Regions from separate parts of the Mus musculus genome. Here all the other regions are linked to region 1. The links are chromatin contacts, called in public HiChIP or PLAC-seq, Micro-C and promoter capture Hi-C maps. All regions are on one chromosome and are shown on one strand. The core of a region is the stretch at or near the end of the contact, and the rest is flanking DNA. Distances in the headings are between cores, read along the strand shown. Region 1 holds the start of Cecr2 (CECR2, histone acetyl-lysine reader). Region 2 holds the start of Mical3 (microtubule associated monooxygenase, calponin and LIM domain containing 3). Region 3 holds the start of B4galnt3 (beta-1,4-N-acetyl-galactosaminyl transferase 3). Region 4 holds the start of Kdm5a (lysine (K)-specific demethylase 5A).

Evidence for each region. Promoter capture Hi-C pulls out the DNA fragments that hold promoters and counts their contacts. Hi-C and Micro-C count contacts between places; a contact is called where the count stands out from the background. HiChIP or PLAC-seq counts read pairs in DNA pulled down with a chosen protein or histone mark.
Region 2: a promoter capture Hi-C map of liver shows a contact between it and region 1, with 2.2 times the contacts expected there. The contact joins the promoter of Mical3 here to the promoter of Cecr2 in region 1. A contact is called at or near these places in 1 of 39 promoter capture datasets (liver), 1 of 484 Hi-C or Micro-C datasets (embryonic stem cells) and 2 of 115 datasets of contacts at active chromatin or transcription factors (extraembryonic endoderm stem cells and trophoblast stem cells).
Region 3: a Micro-C map of embryonic stem cells shows a contact between it and region 1, with 5 times the contacts expected there. The contact joins the promoter of B4galnt3 here to the promoter of Cecr2 in region 1. A contact is called at or near these places in 4 of 39 promoter capture datasets (the 3T3-L1 cell line, hematopoietic stem and progenitor cells, hippocampal neurons and 1 more), 2 of 484 Hi-C or Micro-C datasets (both in embryonic stem cells) and 1 of 9 other capture datasets (liver).
Region 4: a contact with region 1 is called in an H3K27ac HiChIP or PLAC-seq map of extraembryonic endoderm stem cells. The contact joins the promoter of Kdm5a here to the promoter of Cecr2 in region 1. A contact is called at or near these places in 6 of 39 promoter capture datasets (embryonic stem cells, hippocampal neurons, liver and 2 more), 5 of 484 Hi-C or Micro-C datasets (all in embryonic stem cells), 1 of 115 datasets of contacts at active chromatin or transcription factors (extraembryonic endoderm stem cells) and 2 of 9 other capture datasets (adipose tissue and pancreatic islet).

The regions. Positions count from the first base shown.
Region 1 is chr6:120,664,812-120,667,846 of GRCm38.p6, forward strand. It overlaps Cecr2 (CECR2, histone acetyl-lysine reader), which reads left to right and starts at 1,503. Exons shown (of 19, transcript NM_001368706.1): 1 at 1,503-1,896. The coding sequence starts at 1,771.
Region 2 is chr6:121,129,436-121,132,470 of GRCm38.p6, forward strand. Mical3 (microtubule associated monooxygenase, calponin and LIM domain containing 3) reads right to left here and starts at 1,587. Exons shown (of 32, transcript NM_001270475.1): 1 at 1,335-1,587.
Region 3 is chr6:120,293,470-120,296,504 of GRCm38.p6, forward strand. B4galnt3 (beta-1,4-N-acetyl-galactosaminyl transferase 3) reads right to left here and starts at 1,428. Exons shown (of 20, transcript NM_198884.2): 1 at 922-1,428. The coding sequence starts at 1,090.
Region 4 is chr6:120,362,681-120,365,715 of GRCm38.p6, forward strand. It overlaps Kdm5a (lysine (K)-specific demethylase 5A), which reads left to right and starts at 1,419. Exons shown (of 28, transcript NM_145997.2): 1 at 1,419-2,098. The coding sequence starts at 1,934. It also overlaps a transcript of Ccdc77 not described here.

The DNA.
Region 1 (3,035 bases), core at 253-2,752:
CATGAGGTATCTACAGAGTAGCTGCGTTTTGAAAACATTCAAAAACAAACTTTAAAAATAAAAATGGGATAGATAGCGTGTAGGGGTTGCTAACTCTCACCTACAGGGCAGTGTGAGGGAAGATGAAGTATCTTAAGGTTAGTTGGCTCACAAAAGGCACACTTGGATATATAACTTAAGGATTTTAGTGTTTTTAAGTGCTGCCTTACAAAGACACAAGAGGTTAGTTATTAAAGTAATTAGAATAGGTGAGGGAGGAGGAACGAGCCAGGCCTCCCACTTACACATCTATCTCACAAACTCGCTCCCTATTATTCTTTCCAGGGTTGTACCTATCTAAACAGCCGAATTTGAGTGCACCTAAGGGGCGGTGTTTCTGGCGAGGTGGACTAAAGAAGCAGCCAGGACTCTTAGAGTAGAACTGCTCAAGCGCAAATGACCAATACAAATAGGCGCTACTACAACGTAGTTTTTCCAAACTTCTGGGCTATTTCGGGGGTGATTTTTTCCCCTTCCGGTTTAGACAGAATTCCACCGTCCTAAATAGCAGTTAACTTTTCTAAAGTCCGAGCACCTTCCTCTCGGAGCGTATTCCCGCAGCCCGGGCAGGTCTCCACCCCCACCCGGACACACGTCCTTAGTCTCCAGGCTCTTCCCCATCCCCCAGCCTCCCAGCCACATTGTGAGCACTCGCGCCCGCAGCAGCCGCGCTCCGCTCCGGCGAGGGCAGTCAGAGGGCTCAAAGCCAGTCTCCTCCAGGGCGGCTGCACGTGTCCGTTCCCTGGGGTGGGGGAAATTGCTCTTCCCGCTAGGCTGCTGATTGGTGCCTCCCCCCTACTCCACCCTTCCCGCCACACTCTACCCCTCCATCCTACTCGGTTCCAGCCGAACCAGCCCCACCACCTTCTTCCCTTGGAGAAGCGAGGCACTTTAGCGCTCCCTTAAGTCCCGTTCTCAGATAGGCTAATAATAGTAATAATAATAAAAATAAAAAAGCGCTAAAGAACAGGTGGAAAGCGCGTCGTTTCCCCGGGCCTCCGGTTTCCAGCGTGGACGTCCCACTCGCTCTGTCCCGCGCCACCCTCCACAGCAGTAATAACTGAAATCCCACACGTGCGCACTCCCGGAGCGAGTCCCCAGCAAGAGCACCACCCCGCGGGCCCTTTAAAAGGACTCGACCACTGAGGCCACGTGGGGGTGGGAGAGACCCTTATTGTCTTCCGTCACCAAAGTCGCCGAACTCCCCGGCCCCAAACACCTGCACGGCAGAGCGCGGCTCCCACCCGCCCGGCCGCCCGCGGGCTGCGCGCGGGCCCCTCCGCGTCACGGGCGGCCCCTCCCCGGGCGCGGCTCGCCCGCTCCCCCTCCCCCGCCCTCGGTGCAGCTGTCCGCGCAGGGGTGGGGGCGGGGTTGTTGTTGTGGTGCGCGCCGGCCCCGCCCCCTCCTCGTGGGCGGCCCCTCCTCCCAGGTTTCTGCCGGGCCCCCTCCCCACCCCCAGCCCCATCTGTTTTCCTCAGCGCTGAGTGGATTATATTGTATGGGATTGGGGGCGGCCGCACGGCCGCGGCGGGACGGGGCGAGCGCGCGGCCCCCGCCGGCTGCCCGAGCAGCGGCCGCTTGAGCGAGTCGGACCGCCGCCCCCCGCCCGGCCGCGCCTCCGCTTGAGCTCACGCCGAGCGGCGGGAGCCGCCGCGCGCTGAGTGAGAGGCGCTGCCGGCGGCCGGAGTCCGAGCGAGCGAGCGAGAGCGAGTGAGCGAGCGCGGCGGGGAGATGTGCCCGGAGGAAGGCGGCGCGGCCGGGCTGGGCGAGCTCCGCTCCTGGTGGGAAGTCCCGGCCATCGCGCACTTCTGCTCGCTCTTTCGCACGGCGTTCCGCCTGCCCGACTTCGAGATCGAGGTGAGTAGCCGGCGCTGCGCCCTTTCTCCGCGCTTCTCTGCGGGGAGTCGCGGGCCGCCGACTTGGCGCGGAGTGCGGGCGGCGAGGGGGCTCGGCGGCGGGCACGAGGCTGGCGGCCGGCACGGGCTCCCCGTGGCCCCGCGCGCTCTCGCCGGCGGGGGTCGAGCCTGCTTTTGTCGGCGCGGGACCCCGGGGCTCTCCCGGGACTTCTCGGCCGGTCTGAGGGCGAGAGTGCGCGCGCGCTCCCCGCTGGAGCCTCGGAGGCGGCGAGCAGCTGCTCAGGCGGGGACCGGGACGCGATGCGGGCTCACGCGCCGGGGGCCACAGCGGCGGGGCGGGAGCGGCCTCGGGCAGGGGCGGCGTTGCTCGGGAGACGCTCGCCCGGGTCGCACTTGGCGGACTTGCGGAGGCCCGTAACTCTCGGGCGCTTCGAGTCAACTTCGGGCGGGCGCAGATGGGGCCTGGGCTTGGGGCGTTCTCCTTGTGGGACCGCCCGTCGCTCACCGTCGCTCGGGACGCCGAGACTGTGGAGGGAAAGTTTGGGCCCCCCTCCCTTTTAAAACAGCTCCTCTACGGAGGAAGGCGCAGCCGTCCGTATTCCGGGAGCTCTCTCTCTGAGTTGATTTCGCCACCATTATTCCCCCGGGCGAGCGAGGAGGAAAGGAATGGCTTTCTGGCCAGGCCGAAGGTGCTTTCAAGACCCGAGGCTTTGTGATAACTGGACTAAAATCCGAGGGTCCTAATGACAAGGACGGTGGCGGGAGTGTGGGAAACGGAATGTATAAGATGGTCCGAAGCAGCATCCTGGCATTTATTTTTGGAAGGAATTGTGAAATACTGATTGGTTGGCAGGTTGAGTTGCTTTTTTTCCTGTCTGTAGGGACTTAATCACCCTTTTTTTTTTTTTTTTTCTTCCTTGGGACAAAGGTACAAGAAACTGTTGTTGGTCAGTTACTGTTTTCAGTTTTGTGACTGCCTTTACAATGGAAGTAATCAAAATTAAAGTAATTTATTTGGGAAGTCTGACCGTTGTGGTTGCCTCTTCACCCCCCCCCCCCCCGAATCTTGATTTTAATTTGTTGACTCTTGAGGTCTTCGCACACCTTTATTTTTTAAAGTCCGTTGTGTTTGCAGAAATA
Region 2 (3,035 bases), core at 337-2,836, 460 kb after region 1:
GCAGTTTTCCCTCTGCAGTCCCGCAGAGGCTCACATTTCCTTTTCTCCTTGGTCTGGAATATAGGTCAGAACATTTCTTCAGAGAAGGAGCCCATTCTGAGAGAGGCGCGCCCTCTCTGCTTCGAAACATCCCTCTCGCCCTCAGCTGCTTCAGGTAGTCAGAGGTCCTGCCTGCCGAGGTCCAGCCTCGGCTCCTGCATGCTTTCTTCCACACAGCGGCTAGTCGCGCATCACAAAAACAATATACCCCGCCCTCCAGCAGCAGCGTACGGAGTTCACCTGTATACGTCATCCTGATTAGAATGGTGGCGGGCAACCTCGGTGCTTTAGAATCACTTGGGAAGACCCCAGTAGCTAGGGCGGACTACTGCAGGGGCCAGCAGTGCAGCCGTCCCTTTATCGCTCATTCCATCTAGGTCTCTCCCCCTTTTCTCCTGTCTTTCCAACGCGATACATTCTAAACACTTCGTCCTAGTGCCATGGCTAGGCAAGAATAGATTGGGGGTGGGAGGTGGGAGAGGAGGGGTTGACGGGGGTGGGGGTGGGGGGGGGAGAGGACCTGACGAATATACAGAAAGTACTTTGCCCTGGAAACATGCTCCCTCGGTTCTGAAACAAACGCAGTGCTCCGAAAGTCTCTTTTCGCCCTTCCATTGACTTCCAGAGGGGAACCAACATAACCATCCCTTTGTTAACGCTCGACAGAGGCTGACTTGCGCCGAGTCCTCCGCAGCCAGGGGCACGTGCATGCCTGTGCTTGTGGGGATGGCATCTCTGGCCTGTTTACCCGGTTGTGGAGGCGAGCGCCGGCGCCCTCTACTGGACCGAAATGAATGTCCCTCCGAGTGTAACAATTGTCGCCTGTGGATGAGCTAATGGATTCACATTGAGCTTGCAGGAAGGACACGGTGTCGTGAGGATCCCCGGGCAGTCCTCCGACTGGCATACCACTGGCTTGCCTAGGGATGTTATTTCTTTGGTGGGGGTTGTGGGGGGGTGTTAAAGAATAAAGAAAATTGGACGGTATTGGCTAAGAAACTGAGCGCTGTGTTTCTCAGTCTTTGGGGCGTGTGCTTATGGTGCACGGTATCCGCTGATGGGGCGTTGTGCGGTAAAGGAGACAAGGATACCCGGGTGTAGCTCCCACTGCTTAAGAGAGCCATGCGTTTAAAGGCAGACAGAATTGTTCCAAGAATCCCACATATGTCAGAAAGGCAAAGCAAGGCATAAACAATTGAAAGATGTGATAAATATTTTTAAAGGCGTCAATCAAGACACAGAACCTTTTTCTTTAAGGGGTTTGCTCACCCAAGGGGAGATTTGGTGGTACTTACGGACTTGGGGCTTCACACCCGCATCTTCCTCGCCGGTGAGAGCTTGCCTCCCCAGATTGGCTGGTCCTCAGGACACAGGTGCTGCTGTTGTGGCTGCATGCATCCTGAGTGTGGTGACTCCACCTTCCAGCTAGAATCCCATCAAAGGTTCTCACTCAGAAGCCCCGAGGCACACTTCTTTCATCGGAGCAGCGAAGAAGGAACGAAGAACCCGGGGTCTGCCTCTGTCTGTCCTCCCTCACCGCTGCATCTCAGCTAGGGCTGCAGAAAGTGCCGTAGCAGAGCTGTCTAGGGCTCCTCGCGGTTGCCACGGTAACCAGGAGCAGGCGCCTACCCTGGTGGCTGGGGAAGGCTGTGGAGGAAAGGTAACGGATAAGCGATGATGCGTTGGCCTCTCTCCTGGGCATCGGTTGAGCCTCAAGTGACCCAAATGAAATGAAGTTCCAGCACAGATAAATCGTTCTTTCGACTCAAACCTAAATCCAAACCCGAACTACCCCTGCTATCCTTTTTCTCCTCTTTTCCCTCCCCAGTCAACACACACAGGAACATCATAAGGATTAGAAATTCCAGCACTATCCCAGGCGCCCTGCCCCAGAGGATCCCGCTGCACACAGAACAGAATGTTTGCTAGGCTTGCTCTTGAAAACAGAACTCCCAGCGGGTGCCAGCCGCGGGCGAGCTCCGGGGAGCTAGAGAAGGGACCAAGCAAAGGATGCTAATGGGAGGGTCATTTAACCTCTTTGAGCCCTAGGATCAAAGATACAAAGTTGTCTTAGAAAATGCTTATCAAATTAAGTTGTTCTTGTTACAATGTTAATTTTGATCGTGAACGCAGGCTTTGATCCCCAAAGACTCAATCCAAAGGCCATAATCCTAAGTGATAAAATATCTCTAAATTCTAAACCCTGAAAGATTAACACCTTAACAATATAATTATTCTGGAAAACAATTTTATTTCTTTTTATTCTTTCCTTTTTAAAAGGCAAGAGTCTCATTAAATATGGAAGGCTGGCTTTGAACTGTATATTAATAGTTAAGGGTGACTTTGAACTCCTGACCCTCAAACAAACAAAAACAACACTAAAATACTAGAGAGAAAAATTTTTTCAGTGAAGAACTGGGGAAGCAACTCAGGACATGGGGTTCTTATTCACTATGTAAGAGTTCTGTATCCAACAATGAGGGAAACAGAAAAGCAAAAACAAAAAGTTAAAAAGAAATTGGACAAAAAAAAAAGTGTACTTCAAGAACAGATTAAGCCAGATGTAATGGTGCACACCTTTAATCCCAGCACTTGGGAGACAGAAGCAGGTGTATCTCTGTGAGTTTGAGGCCAGCCTGGTCTACAGAGTGAGTTCTATGACAGTTGGAGCTTAATAGTGAGACACTGTCTCCAAACGAAACAAAATAAAAGGAAACAGAAGGTTAAAGGACTGAAGCAAAGGCTCAGTGGTTAAGAGCATTGACTGCTCTTCCAAAAATCTAGGCTTGATCCCTAGCACCTACACGGTAGTTAACCACCATCTGTAACGCCAGCTCCAGGGGTTCCAATACCCTCTTCTAGACGTCATGGACAATGGCATGTACCTAGTGCACAGATATGCATGCAGGAGAAACACTCATATATACATACACACATGAGAGAGAGAGAGAGAGAGAGAGAGAGAGAGAGAGAGATTCAAGGGGGCAATGAGGACT
Region 3 (3,035 bases), core at 178-2,677, 370 kb before region 1:
AAAAACTGTTGGCCAAAAAAATCTACCAGGAGGGTAGTCTTTGAGTTTCTTAAAGCAGGAAAGTGAGACCCAGTGAGAAGATGAAGTAGAACTTCCCCCCACACCCCCCCCCCTCAAGGCTGGAGAAGAGCACCTGACCCTTCTCGAAACTTCTCCACTCCTTTCTGGCTACTAGATGACTTTTAATTTTATTAAGCCTATCAAAAGTATACTGAAAGTCACTGTGGGTAATAATCATATCCATTGAAGAGGGGATAGGCCATTTCCTCCCCTTTTCCTAAGCAGAAACTTGAGTGCTTTGATGAAATAAAAATACAAGTAGGAATTTACTCATGGCAGGGTCGCCTTGGGCGGGGTCTGGGGAGTTTGTTAGATCTGTGGGTATTGCGGAGAGTGTGAAAACACTGGAGGAGGCAGTCTGGACCAGCAGAGAACCACGCATTCAGGAGGTGGGACTCTTGGAAAAAGAGGCGCACGCAAGGCGGGAAGGCCAGGCGTCTCTCTCGGAGGTGCTTTTTGAAAAGGAACCCCCGAAAGCTCGGCTGGAGGGGAAACAGCGAGCCAACCACTCCAGCAAGCCGAGGGCAAAGTTGGGGAGGCTCTGATCGCAGCGTGTGGCCGAGTGCGCCGCAGCCCCAGAGCCCGCGCTCGCAAACAGCTCTGTCCCGCGAGGCTGTGGCTCCCGCACGGTGGAAGGCGCCCCAATCCTCCACCAGCGCTCCGGATGTCCTGAGAGCGTCCCGGCTCCACTCTGTCCTGAGTGGGCAGGCCAGGATCAGCGACCCACAGTGGCCTCGACAAGCCCAGGTCCCCAGGAAAGCGCGGGGCGGCGCCGGCACCTGGAATCAGCTCGGAGAGGCGGGTCCCCGCCCGGAGCGCCCGCCCACCTCCGCCACCTCCTCGCCCCCCGGCGCTACTTACTGTGGTTCAGGGGGTTCCCGCCGGCCTGGGCCGACGCCACCAGCTCCAGATACAGAGTCCAGAGTCCCACCGATACTACGGCGAGCAGCAGCAGCAGCCGGAAGCGCCTCCTCAGCAGCTTGATCGGGCGCAGGAGCAGCATCAGCAACGCGGCGCGGGGGCTCCCCATGGCGCTTCGCCCAGCCTGCCGCTCCAGCACCCGCTACCCACCCGTCGTTCCGGCCCGGCTCCGCCGCTCAGCGCGGCGCACAGCCAGTCTCCCCGGGTCGCTCTCCAGCGGGCCGACTGCTCATGCTCGACGCGTTGGGGTGATCCTGGGCTGCGCGGGTGCCTCGCAGGTCGTTCTCCGGCCGCGGAGCCGGGCTCCTCCTCCCCAAGTGTCCGCTCCACGCCTCTCCTCGTCGCAGGCCCGCCACCTCCCTCCCTCTCTTCTTTCTCACTCCAGCGCTCTGCCCAGGAGGCTCTCCTAGTTGCCCTCCGGCCCCTGCGCTTGCTTGCTGCAGTTAGGGCGCTTTCTCTCAGCTCCGAGCATTACCTTACTCCCTACCTGTCCCGCCCACGCCTTGGCCCCGCCCCCAGGCGCAGGTGGGCCCCGCCCCCTAGAGAATGAGGGAAGGGGAGAGGTGGGGCCAGAGAGAGCTGGTCCCTGGCGTACTCACCGGCTTGGAGTTATGTGGGAGGGTGTGTGGGGTGATGATGAGGGATATGGGACTGAAAGAAGATGCGAGCTAAGACATGGACTCTGTGAACCAAGAAAACCCAGTCACCGTCAAGATATTCGAAGGCGCTCTTTCGAAGCTTGCTGTGGGGCTGAGACACATTTTTTTTAAGTGACCTCTGTGACTTTGGCCTCAGGACCTTTCTCTACCTAGAAAGACCCTAGTCACAATTAACTGACACTTCATTCAATCTTAACTGTCTTCCAAGTCAAATTTGAATACCGTTTTTTCCCTGGCGCAACTACAACTGAAAGGCACCAGGGGAGCCTTTACAAGGAGTTTCTCCAGTTTTAGGTGTTTTGGGTGAAAGATTGTTGGAGATTAAAAAAAAAAAAAAAATGGAGGGGCCACTCAAGAGCAGACCAAATGCTTAGCATTCAGGAGGCCCTGGGTTCCATCCCAGAACCATGAAAGAACTAGGGAAATGGAAAGGGGGTCTGGCAGAACTGTAGAGATGGCTCATCTATTAAGAGTGCATGGTCTGGGTCTGGAGAGATGAGATGGCTCAGTGATTAAGCATCTTCCAGGGGTCCTGAGTTCAATTCCCAGCAACCACATGGTGGCCCTCAGCCATCTGTAATGGGATCTGATGCCCTCTTCTGGTGCGTCTGAAGACAGTTACAGTGTACGTACGCATAAACAAATAAATCTCAAAAAAAGAAAAGAGAAAAGAGTGTATGATGCTCTTCTTCAGGGCCTGAGGTGGGTTCCCCAAACCCATTAATTCCAACTTCCTCTTCTAGCTTCTGCTCCAGCCTCCACTCACATGAATATACCCACACAAAGAGGCACACATGTACATTTGAGAAATAAAATATTTTAAAAAGAAAGAAAAAATGAAAAGGAGAGGCACATCTTCCTTAAGCTGCCCGTACCACAGGTGGATTCGCGCTATTTCCTTCCGAGTCTCTTCTTTTCTCCCAACTCTCATGCCACATAAAAGGTCTTCTTTTATGATTATAGAAGCTTTGAAAGAAAGGTCAAGGCAAGCTTTTTAAAGTCAGCCAAGGTCAGCACAGAGACAAAAGAAATCTAGGGGTAGAGACTGCAGAAGAGAAGAGTGATCTGGCGTACATACCAATTGTAGGAGAAATGTTTAGCATACACAAAGCCTTGGTTTTGATTTCCAGTGTAGGTGAGTGCAGCCGCATGTATACGCGCCCCCATCTCAAAAAAATCCTTAAGAGAAGAGGAAGAGGGGAAAGAGACTGATAGAATACACATTACATGATAACAGAAGGAACCTGAGGGAGGAAGGCAGTCAGTAACAGAGGGGTAAGAAGTGATGAAAAGGCTGTGTGGGAGAGGGCTGAACAAGAACATAATGAAGTGTGTGAGTGTGCGCATGCATGCGCATGTGTGTAAAACTACCATAAGAAAACTCGGGAACTGGAG
Region 4 (3,035 bases), core at 169-2,668, 300 kb before region 1:
TTCTTTTTTTTTCAGATTAAATGCTAAATGACCTAAGTCTTGTTATAAAATATTTTAGTAATTGTATATAATTCATCATACCTTCCTATGTCCATTTTTTCTCTGTATATCACTTTTTCCCTTTTTTCTTTAAGCAAGAAATGGAGACTATACTGGAGTTACAGCTCAGGACACATTTACCTAATATGTTCAAGGACTTGGGTTCAATTTCTAGTACAGAAAGTAATTGAACAAACTAGCCTGAGTCCATTTCCTTGCATTCCTGATCCTGACTAGCAGAATAGAACCTTTATTTATGAGTCAGCGTTTTACCTGATAGCCACCCCCCCACTCCAACCCCCCCAGCCTTTGATTACTTAATGTGTGAATTTGTAGATGAATGTATGTGGACCTGGCGTGAAGGTGAGGTCAGCTTTCAGTTCTCTCCTTTAACCATGGGGTTCCAGGAATCAAACTTAGGATTTCAAGCTTGGTGGCAAGTGCCCTTCACAGCTGAGCCACTGTTCTGGCCCTTACCCCGTATTCTTGACCATTCTGGAACTCGATAAGTGTACCATGTGGCCTTATGGTGCTCTTTCTACATCTCCTTCCCCAGAATTGAGTTTATAGTCCTGAGCCACCACACAGGGATTTTCCTTACTTACAAGGTCTCCCGTAGCCTAATCAGGCCTCAAATTCATATGCAGCTCGAACTGCCCCTAAAGCATCTACCTTCATCACCATAAAGGTATATGGATGTGGAGGGCACAGGATAACTTTGGAGCCGGTTCTTGCCTTCAACCTTGTAGAGTCAGGCTTAGACGCATAAAGGAACTGTAGGACCGTATACCAGAAACGTGGCTTTTTTTTTTTTTAAACCAGCCATTGCTGATCGGAACTCTATGCGTGTGCAACTATGCCCGGCCTTCCAAGTAGAGGTTTCTGACAAGGTGACCAGTTTCATACCAAACTGAAATGGGTTGGTTACAAAGCAAGCGTTTTCAGGCCCTGCTTACTACTCAAATACGGTTTCGGGATGGCTGCCAACAGCTAGACTAGCAAGGCCAGGCCCTCTATGGGTAGGTTCCCAGTGTCGTGAGAAAAAGCAAGTCGCAGCTGGTGGTGAAGGCCGGCCCATGTAATGACGGAATTGGGCTGAAACCTATTGGTCACGGAGAAGCGAGAAACCCGTACGAAGGCGACCGAGCGAAACGAGTTGTACAAGACTAGCATTCGAAAGAAGGAAACGGAGACGCGGAAACTCGGCCAAGAGTTCGTCACTTGTCCAAACCTAGACAACGATGTTAAAAACAGGTCTCGGAGAACGAACAAACCCGGCCGACTAGCCACGGAGGGGCCCACCTTGCGTTCGTGTCCCCACCCCCGACACAAAGAGGAACCGGAAGCCCCTTACCGGAAGCAGTACCTCTGCTCTCCGAGGCATTACACATTCCTCCGCGCGCCGGAAGCGCGCGTTCCACCTTGCGGGGTAGCTTTTCCCTCGCCTCTCCTCGAGAGAGGTCGCGGCGCCTTGAGGGGCCGCGCACCCGGGGTGGACGGAGGGCGCAGAACTTTGACAGGCAAGCTGTGAGAAAACAAAAAACCAAAATAAAACAAAAAAGCTCCGCCGGCCGTCATGGAAGGGAGCGAGGAGAGAAGACCCGACTAGACGTGGCGGCGGTGGGATTTTGTTTCCTGCGGTGGCGGACTGATTTAGCAGCACGTTAACTTCCGGGAGCGTCCTGCCCCTGAGAGGAAAAGCCCTGAAGGAAACAATAACAAACGAGCGGAGGGAGAGCGGCTGGCGCTCCTGTGAGGACTCGTTCTCGTCCTAAGAAGATGCGCTGCGGCCCCAGTGCGGGGACGTGAGAGGGCTTTGGTGGCCGTCAGCCAAGCCTTTCCTCGCTTGTGCACCTCAGGCCCCCCTGGCTTTTTATTTTATTTTTTGGTGACCATGGCGTCCGTGGGCCCGGGGGGCTACGCGGCGGAGTTCGTGCCACCGCCCGAGTGCCCGGTCTTTGAGCCCAGTTGGGAGGAGTTCACAGACCCGCTGAGTTTTATCGGGCGCATCCGGCCCTTTGCGGAGAAAACGGGCATCTGCAAAATCCGGCCACCCAAGGTAGCGTCGCCTGAGGGCGGGGACGGGGGGCGTGCTGGGGCGGCGGGACGGTCCTCCTCCTCCCCGTGGCTTTCCTCTTTGGGGGTCTTCCGTGCTCTCCGGGGGCCCCTCCCTCCTCTCTTGGTGTCCCGAGGCCACTTTTGAGGATGTTTTTTGCCCTGGTTTCTGAACGCAGTTTCACGTCCACTTTGACATTTTATTTGATCGCGTGTGAGTGTGTGTGTGTGTGTGTGTGTGTGTGTGTGAGAGAGAGAGAGAGAGAGAGAGAGAGAGAGAGACAGACAGACAGAGAGACAGACAGACAGAGAGAGGGAGAGAGGGGAGGAGAGCGAGAGAGCGCTCGCGGAGGGGTCAGAGGACATTTTGTAGGAGTCGATTCTCTTCCTGCGTTGTGGGGGTTGTGGGTCTCCGGGCTCGAACTCAAGATTGTCAGGCTTTGGCCTGACGACTGGGCCATCGCATCGCTTCTCAGGTCCCCCTTCAAAAGACAGAAAGAGGTGTCTCTGGGACCTTTTCCTTCCCAGAACTTATTGGGCACGGATATTGTAGTGTGGATTGGAGGTAAGGATAACAAAAGGCTTCAGGCCCTTCCTAGGGAAAGGCGTTTGAAGTGTCCTGTCATCAGCTCACGCACCATCTTTCTGTTTGCGTGTTAAAAAAAACCCCACTAATGTCGACCGTTTTTGTGTCCAAGCCTACTGATGTTCAGTTTATCAAACCTTTGCAGGCCACTACTCGGGTTTCTTAAATTTAGTAATCCGAACTCAGGTTGTCTACAGGGTGATGTCACTAGACTAGAACCCCCACGCTAATTATTACTGCAACAAGGAGGCATCCTTGAGAAAGATAAAGAGCATTAATTTTTTGTTTTTGTTTTTGTTTTTTTAATGTAGAGGTTTAGAAAGAATTGGCCAATGAATGGTGATGGAAGAAAACG